Linked DNA regions of Mus musculus: region 1 is linked to region 2. A link is a contact called in public HiCAR-type data. All regions are on one chromosome and are shown on one strand. Each heading gives the region's core, a stretch centred on a gene start, on an enhancer-like site or on the middle of the called end of the contact. The rest is flanking DNA. Distances are from core to core; before and after follow the strand shown. Region 1 overlaps Itpr2 (inositol 1,4,5-triphosphate receptor 2). Region 2 has its middle 8.3 kb from the start of Gm38926.

Region 1 (5,598 bases), core at 2,126-4,625, 1.1 Mb after region 2:
GATGTGGCCAGCCATAGTGAGCTCCTGCCACTGTGACATCCTTGCCATGATGGAATGTAGCCAGAAACAGGTAAACCAGAATAAACCTTCTTTCCTTAAGCTGCCTGTGTTGGAGTATCTTATCTAGTAACAGAAATGTAACCAATGCAAAGTTAGCCAGACTGTATCTAAAGCTGTATCAAAGGGTTACATTTGATGAATTAGAATACTTAGTTCCAGGTAATAGTAAATCCAAGCTCAGAGCCATGGCTCACACATAAGCAGGATGTAAACAGAAACGAGAATCCACCCAACCAAGCCCAACACAAAACAGCTTCTGCCCTTGGCGGTGCTGCCCATGTTCTACCACAGACCATGCCACACTCTAAACCCTATCAAGAGCACCCAGGCCTTTTATTTTAAAGCTTCGGGCCTTGGGAAAAGTCATCCAGTCCCAGAGAACTGGGAGTCCTTGTCTACAAAATGAGGGGGAAACTCTATGATGGAGCCCCCAGTCTGTGAAGCCTATGGCTGAGCCCAAAACTATGGAAATGCATAACTGAGTCCCAAGTCTTTGAAGTCTGACTGAGCCCCAGATCTGTGGACATGTGAGACTGAGCCACAAGCCTATGGAGACCCATGATGTCCACAGGTCTGTGTGGGTAAAAGTCACACATCCCTGTCTTTGTCTGCTTGCCAGTCATCTCCATCAGTCAGCAAAGCACAAACTAATAATGTTAAAAAGGGAGGGAGGAAAAAAGATGACATGGGCCGTCACTGTGGGCCTGACTGGGTTTACAATCAGAGAGGTTTACTGAGGAGGGAAGACAGTCCTGAATGGAGCAACAACATCTCACAGACTGAAGAGCTCCAGGCTGAATAAAAAGACAAACTGAGATCGGCACCAGCATCCATCTGGCTCTGCTCCTCGGGGTGACTGCCTCAGAGCCCTGCCACCTTGTCGTCCCCACCAAGATGGCCCATAGCCTGCAACTGTAGCAAAATAAGCCATTTCTTCTTCTGTTGCTGTTGATAGTATTGTGTCATGGCTGTGAGAAAAGTTACTACTAGAGAGAAAGAAAAACACCCAAATAAACTTACAGCCACATGCATTCACAGACATTAGCTGTAAACAATAAATTATGCACACCTCAAAGTCTACTACTTTGTCTCTTCCCCAAATATAGTAACAGCCGTAGTTATCAAAGTAATTAGTGAATGATGCATAAAGAAGAATGTTGCTAAAGAAGGAAGAAAAAGTTGTGCTAAGGCAGTTCCTGGATATTTTAGGACTTTAAAGGAAAATATTTCATGATGCTAAAAAACTGAATTGTCAGGGCCCCCAATGGAGGAGCTAGAGAAAGTATCCAAGGAGCTAAAGAGATCTGCAACCCTATCGGAGGAACAACATTATGAACTAACCAGTACCCCGGAGCTCTTGACTCTAGCTGCATATGTATCAAAAGATGACCTAGTCGGCCATCACTGGAAAGAGAGGCCCATTGGTCAGGCAAACGTTATATGCCCCAGTACAGGGGAATGCCAGGGCCAAAAAATGGGAATGGGTGGGTAGAGGAGTGGGGGGGGGGGGGGCTTTTGGGATAGCATTGGAAATGTAATTGAAGAAAATACAAGAAAAAAAAGAAAAAAAAAGAAAAAAACTGAATTGTAAGTCAGGCATGGTGGAGAGAGAGAGAGAACTTTTGTAATAAACACTAACAGAGCATCTTTAAGGAGAAAACTTTGTGGCCTGTGCTATTTTAGGCAAGACTCCTATCCCTGGCCACCAACCCTGTGACCTCAGAAGGAAAATAAGACATAAATAAGGTCAGCTATACTACAAAGCAGAATTTGACCAGAGCTAGGAGAAAGAAATGAATAATTTGTAAATAACATAGGTCACAGGAGGGATGGAGTGATCTGTGATGAGCTAATTTATATAAGAATTATTCCTGAAGGCTGGAGAGATGGCTTAGTGGTTAAGAACATTGACTGCTCTTCCAGAGGTCCTGAGTTCAGTTCCCAGCAACCACATGGGGGCTCAAACCATCTGTAATGGGATCTGATGACCTCTTCTGGTGTGTCTGAAAACAGTGACATACATACAGTACAGTATACTCATATGCATAAAATTAAAAAAAATAATTATTCCTGGTGTTCAAGGAAACCATTAAAGGGCAGGTTGAATTTTAATCAGGAGATAAGGGAGAGAGATCACCACAAGTAAGAGAAGTAGGACTAATTTGAGTTTGCAGAACCTCTTGTGTGATGTTTCTTTAAAAATGCTTTTGAGAGTTCATTCATTTAACTTCACAATTCCCCTTCTGAGAAATGTTCTTAATCCTTAATTCTTCACAGATGAGATGTGGGCTACTGACGGGAATGTCACACAGAGCCATGTGTGACAGGTCTGAGGAATGCAAGCCACACCCCAAGAGACTGCAACATCTCCTCTCCTGCCTCCAGCAAACAGAAAGGTGTGAGCCAAAACAGAACGACTCCACAGATAGGCTCTTATGCTGAAGGAAAGATTTCCCGGGACCTCAGAGGCTTTTAAGCTAAAGGGAAGATCATGCCGCACGAAAGAGGCTGTTAAATGAATGATGTTTACATCAGTCTTATATGTTTACAGTCATCAGCATCTAAGTGTAGAAACTGCCATGGAAAGATATGCTTATCTTGATTCCCAAGTTGTGATGCCTATAACCGGGGAGGAGAGGTGTCACTGTGGGGAAATGACCCGAGTTCTAAGAATATTTCATGCATTTATAAGACCGTGAGATAGCCAAGATCAAATTCAGGGTCCACAAGGTGGAGAGAGTGGATGAGAGAATGTAGTGGTTACTGGCAATATCGACAGGTAGCCTTCATCAAAACACACAATTAAAGTGCAGTGTGCAGAAGAGAAAGTCAGGTCGCCACAAGAGTCTCGCTAACTGTACCGAGTCAGATGCAGGATGCCAGCAGTCTTACACTCACACAACAGAAGGAAACAGACTGAAATCACAGAAGCCCATGATTCACGCTCATAGTCTTGCTTTCTAGTCCTTTGGGGGTGGGGGTGAAGGTGGGGGCACAAGTGGGTTCCTGAATGCAGGTGCAGTACTTGTAGAGACCAGAAGAGGGCACCAGACCCTTTGGCAACCTGAGCGAGGAGCGCCAACCACACTGCAGGTCCCAGGGATAGCCGTCATCTGCTTAAGCAATCTCCCAGCTGAGCCATTTCCCTAGCTAGCTGCTGTTGTTTTGCTTTTGGGGTTTTGTTTTAGTTGGTGTTTGTTTCTTTTCTTTTTATTTATTTTTTTTCTAGAAAGTGTCTTCTATGTGGGCCTCAGACTCAACTTTACAGCTGCTGCTGCTGCAGACAATCCTGGCCTCCTGCCTCCTCACTCTCAGAGCATGGGACGCCAAGACTGTCCTCTTCCAGCACTTTAGTGGTTTTTTTTATTAACTGTTCCTAGGAGTATTGGAGTTAGGAAGTAGGGGTTTAGTGCCATCTAGTGGACGCTTGACCTAGTTACAAACAAATAAGCGAGCCCATTTTCTTCACTGGGGTGTGTGTGTGTGTGTGTGTGTGTGTGTGTGTGTGGTGTACATCACTCACTTCTTTTTTTAATTGACACTGTATTTCACTGGCTTAGAGCCCTCCTGATGGGCTAGGCTGGCTGGCCACAGAGCCTGTCTCCATTTACCCAATGGTAGGATTACAAGCACAGGCCCCCACGCCTGGCCCTTCTCAGGTAAGTCCCGAATGGCAAGAACCCCGTGCTTTCAAGGCAAGCAGCTTATTCACTGAGCTCTCCCCAACTCCCAAGTAAGCTACTCTAGAAGGAAATATGACAGCCAGGTGTGGCGGCACGCACTTGGAAGGTGAGGCAGGAGTATCAGGAGTTCAAAGCCAGTCTCTGAAAAATAGCAAGTTCGAGTCCAAACAAAATGAGACCCTGGCTTGCCAAGCCAAAGGCCATGTGAAATCTTTAACAAAATTATTTTACATTCTTTGCTTTGTCTTGCTTTGGAAAGAAATACCAAGTTGTTGCTTTAGTGACTGAGCTCCACAGTGTGGAAATGTCTGAAGCAGTGAATGGGGAGCAGAGATGCCCGAGTGTTGCCCTTCCCACGGGGCAGGATTGGTTCCAAGGCTGTGTTAGCCGTTCCTCAGATGACGTTGTTTTCTCTCCCACAGGCACGGTCCCGAACTTAAGGTCTCTAAGTCACAGCGTCTGCACAGTTGTACAGTCCGCATCTGCCACCTTCACCTTGACTGACTAACTCATGTGTCCCAAGGAAGTGACATTACAGAGAGACAGGTGACAAGTCTGCAATCACATAAAGTCCAAATGTCTGAATTACCCGTCCTGTAATTAAATGCTTATTTCTACATTTCAACCCTGGTTTTCTGGCCCTCTATGTTTCTGGAAAGTTAATCTGCATCTTCTAACACTGTGTGGCGAGTCTCCTCATGCTGAGGAAGGGCATCTTTTAACCTCGGCTACTCATGGTCTTGCAGAATAAAACCCACGTGTATCCTCCAGTGCTGTCCTAAGCGTTGATGCTTTCTACATTCACCATAATGTAGAGCCTGGTCTTCAGTGGCTTACAACTGTGCATGCTCGGTGTACAATCGCTTGCTGAAGCCCCACTGCGCATGCTCGGTGTACAAGCGCTTGCAGAAGCCCCACTGCGCATGCTCGGTGCACAATCGCTTGCTGAAGCCCCACAGGAAGTGCTCTGCTTGCCTTGGACTCTGTTTCTACAACAATCATAAGCTCATCGTGTTCTTCTGAATGACTTAACTTCATAGCTGAATGCTGGTTTAACGGGTTGTGCCTGGGAACTGTGATCATAACACTGTAGGGTTTCTTTCTCTTTTCTGTTCTTAGTTTAAAGTTGCCTTCTTTAAATTTACTGGTTTTAGCATGTGCACTGATGCATGATGGAAGCCATCAAACGGTAAGAGCCCGCAGCTCAGTGGTGTGTTACATGGTTCCCATGGGGACCGCAGGAACCTGAGGACAGTAACCACACCTTAACACCTGTGCCCCCAGCACCAAACCAGGTCAGCGCTTCCACATAGTAGGCATTCAGTAAGTGACCTCGAAATTTCAGATTAGTGAGGATCAAGGCTTCTTGGCCTCTGTGTTTTGGACTAGATAATTCTGTCAGGGAGGAGAAGGTAGCCCTCTGTGCTAGCCATTCTTGATGTCCAGTCCCTCTCACAACTGTGTCAATCAAACATCTGCAGATACTGTCAGAACCTCTGGCAGACTGCATCAGTACAGCAGTTCAAGGCCAGCTCTGGTTGTTATAATTGGGTTTTGTTTAAGGGTTGTTTATTTTAACTTTAAGGAAAACACAGACTCTCTGACACTAGATCCCCTTTTCTGTGAACAGAAACTCCTGGGTTTGCAGCTGCCGTAGCTCCTCTCCACTCAGCCACCGCATCTAGTAAACACAGATTCAGTGAGACACTCTCCACACTGTGGAGCTGGGTAGGGGCCCTCCCTTATGAAGAACAAGACAGTCACTGACAGACGTACACACAACGCACAGACAGAGGGACAGACACATAAACAACTACACACTGTGATAGAGGCAAGGCTGACAGTGTCAGTCTCC
Region 2 (5,510 bases), core at 2,845-5,344:
GTTTGAGGGTCTGTTAGCAATCTTTCATTGCTGTGACCCTAAGGAAAGAAAGGCTTAGTATGGTTTTCGGTTTAAGGTTGTGCCCGCTCCAATGGATGCCCCCACACCTGTCCAGTTTAACTGGACTGGGGGAGGGGGCGCGGGGGGAAGTGGCAGGGGGAGTTGAAGGTAGTGGAGGATGGATGTGATCGATTTACACGGTATAATTGTTTGAAGCCTTCAAAGAATAAATAATATTTTTAAAAGGGGATACAGTCTGTCATAGTGTGGAAGGGGCTACGGAAGGAGCACGGCGGGTCATGCTTGCCAGCGATCAGGAAGCAAACAAGCAGACAGGAAGTGGGGCTGGGCTCTACAGCCTCCACCCACCCCTAGAGACTCATCTCCTCTAGTAAAGCTCCACCTCCTCCAGTAAAGCTCCACCTCCTCTAGTAAAGCTCCACCTCCTCTAGTAAAGCTCCACCTCCTCTAGTAAAAGCTCCACCTCCTCTAGTAAAGCTCCACTTCCTCCAGTAAAGCTCCACCTCCTCTAGTAAAGCTCCACCTCCTCTAGTAAAGCTCCACCTCCTCTAGTAAAGCTCCACCTCCTCTAGTAAAGCTCCACCTCCTCTAGTAAAGCTCTGCCTCCACTAGTAAAGCTCCACCTCCTCCAGTAAAGCTCCACCTCCTCTAGTAAAGCTCCACCTCCACTAGTAAAGCTCCACCTCCTCTAGTAAAGCTCCACCTCCTCTAGTAAAGCTCCACCTCCTCTAGTAAAGCTCCACCTCCTCTAGCAAAGCTCCACCTCCTCTAGTAAAGCTCCACCTCCTCTAGTAAAGCTCCACCTCCTAAAGGTTCCATCCCTGCAAAGTCACCCAGTAGCCAGGGACCCACATATGAGCAGGTGGGAACCTTTCACATCCAGACTGTAGTAGTGTAGTAGGGATGTTGAGTCAGAGATAAGTGGTACCGAAAGCTGTCATTGGGGCAGCAAAGGGTGCGGGCAGCCCAAGAGGCTGTGTTAAAACTCTCACATTTAGGAAGGCACCCTAAAAATTCTAGCATGTAAGGGACTGGGGAGAAAGCGGAGGCAGAGACATCAGGCTTGAGGCCACTGGCAGGAGAAACAGGTTAATTTCCAGTCCACAGATGGGGAAACCAAGCCCCTGGCTTCACAGGGTTGCCTAGGGCCGACTGTCCAGTTGGGGTTAACCCAATTAGTGTAAACCCAATCAATCAGATGGCCGCCTTCCAGAGTTCTTGTGTCCAGTACTCACAAGTGTGGCCTTACAGTTTCTCATTCAAATATCGGATCCTAATGACAGTCCATCTTCCCAAATGAGGCTAGTCCAGCCTGCTCTTGTCTAAGAGTGGATAGAGCAGTCACCTCACAAGGGGATCCGTGCACACCGTCTGACCTTGAAGAAGGTTGTTAGCTAATCTGAGCACTACTCAGTTTCCTAGGCTCTCAGTACGATTAGTAAGAAGAGGTTCTGCCACTGCCAAGTGGCTGCCCAAAGTTTAATCATTAAGCAACTTTACAGAGCACTTTTACAAATTCAAGACAATTGGAAAATCAGCTTAGTTTACCTTGTTTTCCCAAACCATTTTTTTTTCTAACTCACGTTAGATACCCCTGACAGCCACCATGTTAAACCAGGATTAGGGTGACTGTAGTTGGTGGAGAGCAGGGACGAACAAAGACATCACTGTCACAGCCCCTCCCCCAGAGACAGGTGCAAAGGGCAGCTAAGAGGCTTTGAGAACTGTGTGAACTCTGGCCTGGGCTCCGTCCTACCAGCGGTCGGTCCCAGTGAGTCTGAGAATTGTTTTCTTATCTGTAAATTGGGCTCAGCTCACCCGATACTGTGAGAGTTTAACGGTCTCATGTGTGTCGGAGACCTCCAAATGTTGCCCACAGGACTGTCCTGTGACCAGCTGTAGCAACTGCCTTTGTTTCAGCCTTGCTGGCTGTCATAGGGACTGAGTGTAGAGCCAGTCCAGCTAAGGTGGGAGAACCTTGCAATTGCCGGGGAGCCATCCCCAAGCAGGGGAGGCAACAGCACAGATTTCCCAGAAGTCAGACAAACGAACGAACGTATCCAGCTTCATTTCATCCTTGGCTTTGTGCACAGCAACGTTAAATCCTGCACTGGATCTGCTCCGAGTGTGAGACCAACCTGGGCTACACAGCTTCAGGTCAGCCTGGTCTGTAGAGATCTATGTCAAGCACACCTTTCTAAGGAAGAACAATAACAACAACAACAACAAAAACCAAACAGACAGACAGTCAAACAAACAAAAAAACAAGAAGGGACCAGGCACACCCCAGACCCTTTGGTGGGTAACAACCCAATCTTGGCTTACTGAGAACTGTATTTGTGGAGGTAGCTGAGAAGCCTTTGTGTCCTGCATACTAGTGAGGGTCTCCCCATTCGCCATCTGTTCGTTAGGTTAGGGTGGTAATCATAGCACTTTAGGTTAGCTCCTTTCTACAAACCCATCTAACAGCCTGATTGTCCTTAAACGAATCTGAGGTCTGTGTCATTATACACTCAGGTGAACAGGCACCCAGGCATACTAAACTTGGTCAGTGTCTCCCTAGGGCAGCACCCAGTGCCTGAGCTCACCGTCAAGACCAAATTCTGCTATAAGATAGAGGTATAGGGGAGGAGGAGAGAGGAAGCCAGCCAGCTTTGCAGACACCGGGTCCTATTCAGGGCTCCTCCGTCCTCTGATGTCATGCGCTTCCTGCTTTCGCACTGCAGAGTCTGGCGATCAGTCGACTGAAACGGGATGATCACCGCCACTATCTTGCATCTTATTTTCCATGATCACACTGTCACCTAGCCAACTGCCCCGCCCCCTAATCCCACGACTCTTGGCTTTCCAGCTCGTATTGTCTTCCCCTCCCCCCCCCTCCAGGAAGACGGCTTCCAAGCAGCAAGTACCAGGAAACCCCACTACTGGTGGTGACTCCGACTGAGGCTTGGGGTGGGGTCGGAGTGAATCTTCTGCTCTTGCTTGAGAGTCCAAATCCCTAGCTTAAAAAATGATTTAAAGTATATAATATACATATATATGTGTAAATTCGTATGTATAGTCAAGCTGGGCGCGATGGTGCACGACTGCAACATCGGTCTGCAAACTCAGACTTGAGGCAGGAGTTTCGCTGAGAGTTCGTGGACAGACCAGCTTGTGTTATACAGTGGTCTACAGTTCAGCTTAGGTTAGAGTTAGATTCTGTCCAAAGAGCTAAAAAAAAGAGAAAGGAAGGAAGGAAGAAAAGGGAAAGGAAGAAACATTAATTGTTCAAGTGACAGAGCTCTCCCTCTGTCCAGGAGCCCAGGCAAGGACCATTAGGAGCGGGGCGAGACCATTGCACTCTGCACTCTCCGTCCGGGCCCAGCCCCCTCCCCCCCTCGACACCCGCCACCGCGCAGCTCCGCGCCGCCGCCCAGCGAGCGGGAGACTCCCCAGGGCTCTTTAAATACGAGCTATAAATACCACCGGGCTCTGAGAGCACGTCACCGCCCCGCCGGCTTCCGATTGGCCGCTCTGGGTATCTCATTTGCATAGGGGCTGACACAACCGTGCCGCGACCTGGACGGGAGCGCGCCTGCCCCTCCCCGGCAAGACAGTGGGCGGAGTCGCCGGACCTGCCGACCGCCAGGTCTGAAGTAGGGCGGGGTGGGTTGGCATGTGTCCGTCATCCCTGCCTCGCAGAGGCTGAGACAGGAGGATTGCCTTGAGTTCCAGGCTGGCCTGGGCTATGTAAAAATGTGGAGAGAAAACTATACATATATACATATATATGAATATATATACACACATACACATATGTATGTGTGTGTGTATACACACACACATATATATACATATACATACATACACATATATACACATGCATATATTTTTAATGAAATAAAATGGGGCAGGTGGTGGTCCAGTAGGACGTCCTTCGCCTTCAGGGAACATCAGCTCTGCCCGCCGATTGACACTGGATCTTTTTGCTTTCTACGAAAAGTTTTCAAGGAGACCCGGGAGCAGATGCTGCGGGTGGCTCCTAGCGGCTAAATTTAAACCACGTGAGAGCTGACCCGCCACGGTTCTGTGAGATGACTGGCCACTCCGATGCTCAAAACAGACTGCGTGCTGTGGTCGCTGTAAGACGCAGCGAGCTGGAGAAGAAAGCCAGCAGGGCTCGGAGATGCAGGACTTACGATGTCTCCCGGTTTAGAACCAAATTTAAACTGCATCCGGGTGCGGTGGAGCTGAGGCAGGAGGATTGAAAGCCACGTAGTGAGATCCTATTTGCAAACAAACACCCAAGCCGAATTTAAAAAGCAAAAAACAGTGTCTCCCTCCAGCCGGGGGTTAAAAAGCCAGGTCCTGAAAGCAGGCGCGGCACATCCAGGAGGGTCTGTCAGGTTGTGCGAAGTAGTCAGACAAAAAGCACAAGCCACAAACATCTTACTAAATTATATTAATCGACGTTCTCCCGTGACATCTGTGTAGTCCTAAATAACCCAGAGCTCATTCAGCGACTTCATGTAACAGTGAAGACAATGCCTCAAAGCGGACTGCTTCGTAGTTTGCAGTTTTTTTTTTTTTTTCCTAAGAGAGAGAGACAGAGACAGAGAGACAAGTAAGCGCTTTGGATTCTAGCAAAAGAGCTCCCTCTGCTGGCAAATGCTTCACCATCACAGATACCCATAGACAAAGATGGGGCAGGCTGGTATCAGGACTCTCAGGGCGAGCTGCCAGAGCTTCAGGATGCTGTTAGGTGAAATCACAGATGCCATTTTTTTGGTTACTCTCAAGTAAATGAAATCATACAATTGTGAATGTTGCTTTATGTTTTTAACCCACACATGCCAATAAAAGCCATTTTTAAAAACCTTATAACTAACCCTGATTAAATTAAAGCAAGAGACAGATGTGTTGTGCAAACATCATTAACTATGTATATATAGAATATTTGCATCATAGACACCTTCCGATAGTTTTAGTATTGTGGAGGAATTTTTAAAAAAGAAGATTTTAGTTTTAGTTTTAGTTACATGCTTCCATGTGAATGTCTGTCACCTGTGTGCTGTGTCCACAGAGGTCAGAAAAGGGATGGCTTCTTTCATCTCTCCTACAGTGGGTGCTGGAAACTGAACTGGGATCTTCTGGAATAGCAGCAAGCATTCAGTTGCTAAGCCATCTCTGTGTAACTGATCTGACTGATCTGAAAGCACTATGTACGTCAGGCTTCATTGTTACCTCTTTGCGTGCCTAGTAAATACGAAGGCTTTAAAATGCCCAGAAAGCCCTGCTTTAACAAGAGGGAAGCATGCCATGCTGGAAATCTAGCCATCTACCCAGAGCTAATGGAGCCATGGAGCCCGGAGAAGGACTTACAATGGACACTTTACTAAACAGACACATTCCCTAACTACATTATGAATATTTGTCGTTATACCCACAGACAAGCGTAGTTCTCGCTGCTAATCAAGGGAACTTCTCTTTGCAACAGAGGAAGGGCA

The links. HiCAR-type assays count read pairs that join an accessible place to other places.
Region 1: a HiCAR-type map of astrocytes shows a contact between it and region 2, with 5 times the contacts expected there. The contact joins two enhancer-like sites. A contact is called at or near these places in 11 of 484 Hi-C or Micro-C datasets (the G1E-ER4 cell line, the HL-1 cell line, MC3T3-E1-derived osteoblasts and 7 more) and 4 of 115 datasets of contacts at active chromatin or transcription factors (astrocytes, embryonic forebrain, embryonic midbrain and 1 more).

The regions. Positions count from the first base shown.
Region 1 is chr6:146,406,921-146,412,518 of GRCm38.p6, forward strand. All of the region lies in intron 9 of Itpr2 (inositol 1,4,5-triphosphate receptor 2), which reads right to left. Among named protein-coding and RNA genes, the nearest start is that of Itpr2, 93 kb to the right of the region's middle. Within about 2 kb of position 3,376, at least 171 of the 459 cell types and tissues checked have an H3K27ac peak or open chromatin away from gene starts, as enhancers often do. A contact at or near this core is called in the HL-1 cell line, astrocytes, cerebral cortex and 3 more, where this site is marked.
Region 2 is chr6:145,337,342-145,342,851 of GRCm38.p6, forward strand. No RefSeq gene overlaps it. Among named protein-coding and RNA genes, the nearest start is that of Gm38926, 8.3 kb to the right of the region's middle. Within about 2 kb of position 4,095, at least 422 of the 459 cell types and tissues checked have an H3K27ac peak or open chromatin away from gene starts, as enhancers often do. A contact at or near this core is called in the HL-1 cell line, astrocytes, cerebral cortex and 3 more, where this site is marked.